3 separate regions of the Rattus norvegicus genome follow, and all the other regions are linked to region 2. The links are chromatin contacts, called in public Hi-C maps. All regions are on one chromosome and are shown on one strand. The core of a region is the stretch at or near the end of the contact, and the rest is flanking DNA. Distances in the headings are between cores, read along the strand shown. Region 1 overlaps Peak1 (pseudopodium-enriched atypical kinase 1). Region 2 holds the start of Peak1 (pseudopodium-enriched atypical kinase 1). Region 3 overlaps Peak1 (pseudopodium-enriched atypical kinase 1).

Evidence for each region. Hi-C and Micro-C count contacts between places; a contact is called where the count stands out from the background.
Region 1: a Hi-C map of Schwann cells shows a contact between it and region 2, with 9 times the contacts expected there. The contact joins the enhancer-like site here to the promoter of Peak1 in region 2. A contact is called at or near these places in 4 of 12 Hi-C or Micro-C datasets (Schwann cells, frontal cortex, liver and 1 more) and 1 of 1 datasets of contacts at active chromatin or transcription factors (oligodendrocytes).
Region 3: a Hi-C map of the A7r5 cell line shows a contact between it and region 2, with 6 times the contacts expected there. The contact joins the enhancer-like site here to the promoter of Peak1 in region 2. A contact is called at or near these places in 7 of 12 Hi-C or Micro-C datasets (the A7r5 cell line, the Rat2 cell line, Schwann cells and 3 more) and 1 of 1 datasets of contacts at active chromatin or transcription factors (oligodendrocytes).

What each region holds. Positions count from the first base shown.
Region 1 is chr8:65,561,718-65,564,417 of GRCr8, forward strand. All of the region lies in intron 3 of Peak1 (pseudopodium-enriched atypical kinase 1), which reads right to left. Among named protein-coding and RNA genes, the nearest start is that of Tspan3, 97 kb to the left of the region's middle. Within about 2 kb of position 1,389, at least 12 of the 93 cell types and tissues checked have an H3K27ac peak or open chromatin away from gene starts, as enhancers often do.
Region 2 is chr8:65,713,859-65,716,558 of GRCr8, forward strand. It overlaps Peak1 (pseudopodium-enriched atypical kinase 1), which reads right to left and starts at 1,253. Exons shown (of 7, transcript NM_001108149.1): 1 at 1,123-1,253. It overlaps Hmg20a (high mobility group 20A), which reads left to right and starts at 1,830. Exons shown (of 10, transcript NM_001108150.1): 1 at 1,830-2,100.
Region 3 is chr8:65,511,495-65,514,287 of GRCr8, forward strand. All of the region lies in intron 6 of Peak1 (pseudopodium-enriched atypical kinase 1), which reads right to left. Among named protein-coding and RNA genes, the nearest start is that of Tspan3, 47 kb to the left of the region's middle. Within about 2 kb of position 1,542, at least 7 of the 93 cell types and tissues checked have an H3K27ac peak or open chromatin away from gene starts, as enhancers often do. A contact at or near this core is called in the A7r5 cell line, where this site is marked.

The DNA of each region.
Region 1 (2,700 bases), core at 139-2,638, 150 kb before region 2:
GTGTTATTTTCCCCCAGATTACTAAATATGAAGAGTTATTTCCCATTGTGAGTGTGTTAGTTAAGCCAAATGATGGCTGTTGAGTTGATCAGCAGCTATCACATCAACACAACTGTCAAACGAGATTCATCAAGAACACAGCTAACTCACGTCAGCACTAGAAGCTGATCTTAAAGTTGCTGCTCCCGTGGAAGGCCTGTGCACATCTGTGTCTATGCTGCCATAAAACCCAGAGACGAAAGGAGCACACACCTCCAGTAAGCACCAGATGGAGCTGCTGTCTAAGCCACAGAGCCTGGACTTTGAGGCCTTCTCTTTCAAACACTAATTATGTTTGGAGACAAAGATGTTCAGTTAAAGATGCTGTCAAAACTATTTTAACTTACCCCGGGCCCTAGAGAAAGAAGCTATATCAATGCAGGTCCATCCGGAACCCAATCTTCTGGCTTTCCTGCCTTTGCAGAATCCCTTAATGGCAACTGATGGTACCTGTAGCTTTCCCTCTCAATGACGGCACTGTCCAAGCAGGAAACTTGAGGCACTGAAGTTACGTTTGAGACATTAAAGAAAATCTGTCTCCTGAAGCGTGTGCATGTGGAGACAGAGCAGTCTGCGCTGATGGGCTCTGCTTATTTGCCAGAACAGGGTCTGACAAGGAGTATCAAAATGCAATGTTTGGCTTAAAAATAAAAGCTCATTTGCTTATATATTCTTTATAATCTTTTTATTTAAAATTTTTCCTAATTTTGATCATGTTTTCCTTTTCCCCAAATCCACCCCAGTCCCTACCTATCCAATCTGATATTCTCTCCCCTGCCCCCACTTTCCAAAACACAAAACAAAAATGAAAATCAAATAAAACACACAAAAAATCAATAAGACAAAACAAAACTTAAATAAAACAAAAAGCACCCCCTTAAAAACGCCAAGTTCCATGGGGTCAGTTTTAAGCTGACTAAGTGTGGTTGATATTCCCCAAAACACTCTGCTGGAGAAAACCGACTTTCCCCTTCCTGGCAAGTATCAACTGCAAAAGCATCTCGGTTAGGGCTGGGACTTGAGTCCACTCCTTGTCATCACTGGGATGACTCAAAGGAAACTGTGTCCAGATGTAACAGGACTGATACACATTTGAACTCACAGAGACTGACAGCATGAGACTAGCACAGGTTCAAACCAAAGAAAATTCCTCATAACCCTAAAGCAAATCCTCCAGGTGAAGTGGTTGATGGGAAAATGTAATGGCTGAAGTTGCCCCCAGAAGCTAGCCAGGACCCCATGATTAAAATTCCATTTCATAATTTCAGAACGAAACCCCTCTGTGCTGGAGATAAAGCTACTTTCCACAGTAGCTGATTTCACCTTGAGTCATGAAAGCTTTTGAGAATCTACTGCTGCCCTTTGCTCTCTGTTGCTCTACAATGGCTATAATTAGTTTGCTTCCCGCCCAACTGTTTCAAGTACATTTGACACAAAACAACAAAATTCACCCTGGATTTCAATCTCGGATTAAACTGAGCTCGCCAAGAGGGACACAGTTCCTGTCCTTAAAGAGGGACTGTGTAGGGGGTCTATTAAACACCATACACAGCACACTCCTTAAAGGTAACCGAAGGGAAAGCCGAAAGTCATAAAGGAGTATGGGAAGAGACTGCTGAGGTCCTCCCCCAATACTTCAACTCCCGAAGGCCATTAGCTCTCTTGATAAAATCTGTCTCATTCCCACAGTGGCAGAGCCAAGAATCCTCACTGCTGTCTACAGGCTTTAAGGACACACTTTGAGGAGGTAGGCCACATGGCATCCCATGGTAGCCAGTCTCTATGATTCCAAAGTAAAATTTATAAAGCAAGGTTTTCATTAGGATTCGTAATGGAACATGTGATCCACTTATCTATATTTAAAAGAGCAAAGGAAAATGTGACATACCCCACAGCATTGTTCCCAACTTTTCCTTTTTCCACAGTGAGAAATGCTGACCTGACATGCCAAACCTTCAGTACATGACTAAAGGGGTGGAGAGGAAGTGAAAGCAAAGCTGCAGGAAGAGGTTTGCAGGAGATAAAAGACAGACTCACGGGGTTGGGGATTTAGCTCAGTGGTAGAGCGCTTGCCTAGCAAGCGCAAGGCCCTGGGTTCGGTCCCCAGCTCCGGAAAGAAAAAAAAAGAAAAAAAAAAGAAAAAAGACAGACTCACTGTGGACCACAGATAGAAACTCTGTGAGGAGGTTCTTCCTCACTGAAGGATGATGATCACGAGGATTATGACAATGATGATGACGATGATGAAGGTGATGATGATGGCAATGAGAACAGTATCACTTTCCTGGCCACCACAAGAATAGGCAAGCTCTTAAATTATGATGTTCTCTTAACTAAAGAACAGACGAAGTAAAACATGTGTAATTTGCATATCTTAAGGTTCTATTACATGACAGAAGAAGCCCATTCACCTTTAGCTGTTCTACAGCATGGCTATGGTAGCCATCCTAGGTAAGAGTGCAGCAATGCAGCTCGGTTTCCAGTCAGCGTGAAAGTCTAACTTGGATACACCAGTCAAATATGATTAATACTACTTGTCTTTGTCAGGGTTTCTTTTCCTGCACAAACATCGTGACCAGGAAGCAGGCTGGGGAGGAAAGGGTTTCTTCAGCTTACACTTCCACATTGCTGTTCATCAGCAAAGCAAGTCAGGACTGGAAC
Region 2 (2,700 bases), core at 3-2,502:
AAAAAAAATCAAATCAACAGGCCGCCAAACAGAATACTCAAAGCAAGCAATTCCAATTCAGGTGAAAAAGCTGCTCATGTACATCATCCAATGACCTAAAAATAGCCTTTTATGTAAGTCACCAAGTATTTAATTGAGAGTGTACTCTTACCACATTCAACAGAGGCAAGAAAAATGTACTGGGTTTTCTATAGTAAGGCCAACGAAGATGAAATCATAGTTTTCCTCTAACTCATCTCTATCCTTCAACGTCAGCCACCCAATAACTCCATTCCACAGCTCTGATTCCTAAATTTGGGTCCTTAAAAATCGGGATCTGGGGGAGGGGGACGGGAAGGCGGACTATTCTTTGATATTGCTCACAGTAGTCATTAATGTAGTCCAAGAACAAAATCAAGCTCTCCAACGGATGGAGCATAAGATGGGGGGGGGGGGGGTTGTACCCAGTTCAGATGGCAAGTCCTCTTCGAAGGAAGAAAGGAAATTCGCAAGACACCATAAGTCAAAGGGCAAAGGGAAAAAAAGAAAAAAAGAAAAATGACTAAACCAGCCTCTCAAAATCCCAAACCCCTAAGCAACCTAGGAAGCCTGCGCGCATTAGGGGCTCACTAGCCAGAGCGTGAAGTGAGCAGGCACAGAGCCACCGGTTCCGTCCCGACTGCCGCTGCAAGGCTGAGCCGGATCCTCCCAGGTCTGGGAGTGAGGCGACTACACAGACTAGCAGAAGAAACCCTTCCTGCCCCAGCCTCCGCGTCCCCAGGCTCCTCTAAGGCTTCACTTTCCTCTGGAGCCTCCCAGCCCAGCCCCGGGAAGTCCCTAGCCGCCAGGTTCCAACTTTCCCTCCTCTGGGGGGCGCCGCGCTACCGGGACCATCGCAATCCAGGGTAACGAGGCCTGGGCCGGCGGGGGGCATGAGAGGGCTCGCGGCGCCCGCGGGGCGCGTGGGTGGCCGGGGCGCTGCAGCCCGCGCCCCGCAAGACGCACCGGCTGCCGAGCCCCTGCGGCGCCACCCAGTCCGGAGTCCCCTAGGTCCGCGTCCTCACCTCTCGGCGACCCTGGCCCCATAAGCCAGCGCGCGTGGGAAAGGGACCTAGGGTACGTGGGCAACCCTGCCCCCGTTACCTGAGGGGAGCACACGCCGTCACGATATTCACCATTGCCGCCTGTCCCGTCCCCTTTCTGGTGACCGCGGACGCCTCCACCGAGCAACTGACACAACTAACTAACTACTCGCGGCCGCGGAGTCCACAGCGCGCTCCCGGCCGCTCCGTCCGCCCAGCCCACCAGTCCGCTTGCTCCTCCCAACCCTGCACGCCGCCCCGTCGCGCGCACTCTTGCCGCTTCACTTCTTGAGAACGCGCGCGCGCGCTCTCACCAAACCTCCGCCGTCTCCGAGCTCTCCTCTCAGCCCCATGGGAGGAGTTGACAAGAGGCCACGCCTCTCTGAGTGCCAATATCCGGAGAACAGGACCTAGAGAAGGTCTGATTGGCTAAGGGGTGGAGCCAAGACTAGAGGGCGGGGCGACCGGGACCTTGAGTCCATGTGACGGGGAATTTGGGTTCAATTAAACGCCAGTGGAAGTGAACAGTGCAGATTTGGGCCTTTTCGGGGCCGAATCACCTTAAGTCTGCCAGTCGTCAACTACAGAATAACTATTCTCTAAGACTCAGTATAAAATAATTACCGATTTAAGTCCCACTATTTTTTGAGCGCCTTAGCAATGAAAATGAAAACTACATTTCCCAAGAACCTTCGCGAAAGTGAGTCTCACCTTGCGTAGTCACGTAGTCCTTCGCCGCATTGGACAAAATAATCCCTTCATTTCTCTGAAAGTATCGGGTATAACATTTCACGTCTCTCCTCATCGGAACAATTCTCAATATTACCACGATAAAAGAAGTTACCTATCTGGAGGTGACTAAATGATTAAGTAAAGAGTAAGAAAAGACATCAAAATAAAGTACTGCGGAGGAATTTCTGTCAAGCTGTGAGACGACGGAGTGAAGAGTGAAGGCGATTGCGAGGGGCTGAGGGAATTGTCCTCTGTGCAAGGGACTTTCATTAGTCCCCAGGCCCCTGCCTGCCCCTACCGTCAGCAGGTTAGTAAGCAAGACGAGCATGGGGGTGGCCACAGTCGAGATGTCCTTCCCCTTTGAAGATCATCCCTCTTTTGCTGCTGCTGTTATTGGTTTGTCTTGGTTTAAGGCCCACTGAATGGGGGCGCCTCACTTCCGGTTGGGGGAAGGGAGACATGCTGTCATGGGGAGGGGGAACTATAACTCACTTCCTGTGTGGGGTAGGATGATGTTTGGGGGGTGTCCAAGCCACTTCCCGTGTTGATGAGAGCCAGAAAAGGTGTTGGTTTGTGCCATTCTCAGAGAGAGTTCCTACAGCCTTGGAAATGTGTTTTCAAGTCACGTGTTCGGTTATTCCCCCAAATTATGATAATCACCAGGCCACGATCAGAATTTATGTATTTTGTTTCTGTGTGTAAATTGAAAATTTTCTCCCCAGCAAGATTATCTTAATGCTTTCTCCAAAGAATTTAAAACACCTTGTTAAAATTCTCTACAAGACTACATACTTTGTTATGTGACTTGTGAATTGCCCACCCTTGCACCTAAGTCAAGTTTGTCCTTAACTGAGTGAAGTATGTAGTCTCTACCTAGACACAGACCAGGAACTCCTTACCCTCTCTT
Region 3 (2,793 bases), core at 292-2,791, 200 kb before region 2:
GAGGAGAGGCAGGCACTGTGCTTTTAATTGGTTTATAGCCGTGAAGCCGGTTACAACCCAAACACGGACTTGAGATTTCCATAATAGGATTTCACATGATAGGTAGCTCATAAATCTTTATTATAGAGCCTGCAATGATGTTAATTTAGGCAGGAAATATTATATTATTCTATGTACTACATAGTAGCCATTTTTCAAATATTAATAACTTGACTCCTTTAGATTAGAAAAATACCTCAAAATGGTCTGACTTCAGATGATAAATTTCTAGTCCAAAAGTTATTTTGGAGAACAAACCACTCTTTACAGAATAAATGGACAAAGTTCTTAATGCCAGTTTTTTTTAAATTCCTTTACCCAATATTTTCTCTACTTGGGATCCAAGTAAACTTTTCAGCTTCTTGGTTTCATTTATCTTTTTTGAACAGAATTTACACTCTTTCCTTATAAGGCCTGAACAGGGGCATCTCAAGAAGCCCTCAGAAGAACGATTCCCACAGGGATCCTGGTCCCATCCCCCACACTCTGAAACAGAAACACAGCAGAATGAGGAAGAGATCACATTCACAACAAGCAAATGTATGGGAAAGATTCTTAAAACGCCACCAATTTTGGCGGATTCTGTGTTTGTCTACATCTTCTCCAACAGAAGAACCGAGGGACTGCACCCCAGAGACACTAGAGGGAGCTACAATATCAGCATCCAGGCTGCACGCAGCACAATGCAGCAGAACAAAATCCAGCTGCTGAAGGGGTAGCTCATGTGGCAAAAATATATCATGGTCGGTCTGTCCATCTGTCTATCTGTCTCTCTGTCTGTCCATCTGTCCAGTCTCTGATTCATCAGAGTTAGTGACACTGAGTTCACTCAGTAAGGGAGCACGTGATGAAAAGAGCAGAAGCAGGCCAGGAGTCCTCCCCGGGTGCAGGGGGTTCATGCTCACCAGCTCACAGCATGGCCTGCTTGAGCCCTACTCTCCAGAGTGGTTAGGGGACCATCACAAAGGGCAGCTGGCTGGTCTCTATACGACCCCTGATCCCAGCATGAATAATGTACAGGTGCTTGAAAACTAGGGGCTTGAAGAGAAAATGGGGACGTATTTGAGCTGACAAAATTCATGGGGAGGGAGGAACAGTATCTTGTCACTATCAACCAAGCAGGCCAGCAAGACTGATGCTTCTTTAGCACTTGCTACCACAGCATCCTGAAGCAATCTGACAAGATTTCCAAATACAGGATGGGGACACGTTAACCACTGACAAGTTATCTGTTGGGAACTGGAAAAACCAAACCAGACCGAACAAAACCAGAATCAGGATCAAATTATCCTCTCTCAAGACCTTCTTAAACCTGGGGTCAAACACACTATTCGTACACAGCATGGTCTCAGCAGGGCATCGGAACTGGACACATAATCTGAAAAGTTTAATTCCAAACATTCATTTCAGTTCAGGGGCTCATTTTATGTGTTGCTCGTGGCAACTGCTCTGCATACCTTTGAGGCAAATTTGTCATTATAAAGCATTTATGTTTGTAATAAGAATGTCAACCCAGACAGCTAACTTTTATAAAGTAGACTGTGGGGGGCCATGACTGCAAAGCCACAGAATGAGCAGCTGGGAAGGAAAAGACAGCACACGTCTATCAATACCGACCCTTTCAGGACATCCTGTTATCTGTAAAGAAGACCTTCCAGCCTGCTGCCCTTTAGATTTAGGGTGAGAGTCAGAGACACTGTGTGTGTGTGTGTGTGTGTGTGTGTGTGTGTGTGTGTGTGTGTGTGTGTGATGGAGCTGGTCACTTACTACTATCTCTTGATCCTTTGTCTCCAAGGTGGCTTGAACTGCTAGTATTCATAAGCCATTCTGTCCCCTCACATACGCCGCTGACCTCACACCTGCATTTACAACTCAGCTATGTCTCTGAATCTTACACTGTAAACACTGGCTGAATAATTTGTGCTGTCTTATCCTATGAATTCATAATATTCAGTACAACCCAACCTGAGCCCTTTCCACCCTCACATTCTGGCCTTTTCTGCTCCTGGTGAATGGCTCCATTATCTGGCTTAGTCTCCCGTTTTCTAGCATCAAGTTCACTCTGGATTTCTTTCCCATCTTTACTCCCTGCGTCCAACTGATTTATACTCCTGAGTTTACTCCTCAACATCTTTTGAATTATTCTTTCTTCATCTCTGCTTACCATTACTGCTTTCCTAGACTACCACAAAGGCTTTCCAACGGGACACCTTGCTTCTTCTACGAATTCCCTTAAAAATAACTTTCATAGGGAGCAGAGCCAACTTTAAAACTCTATTACCTACCTATTTAGATACTCTAGCGTCTCTCTTCACAACTGTATTTCCTGCCCCTTCTCCATCTGTTCTTACCATGTAGGTTTGTCTATAGCCAGTCTCTCATTCCTAACGTACCCTTTCTGTCTGAGGCCCCGTTTTCATCCCTTAGGTGTCAAAGGGATTCCTACCTTTGCTTTCAAAGCCTTTCTCGGGTGTTACTTCTGAGAGAACGTGCTAACCACTCTAAACTGCTTTTCTGTACCTGGGTATCTCTCTTACTACACTTAGCTGATTTGTTTTGGTCTACTTTAAGAACAGACACTTGTATCTCAGGGCCTAACAGAGAACAAGGCACACAGAACATGTTCAATTTACCTATACAAAACACCAAGAGAAAGCTACATTGAATCCAGTGTGGTTATATTGTTTATTTGCCCAGAACAGCTAGAGTACACGAACAGCTTTCATGAAACAGATGGAAGTTGGCAAAATGATA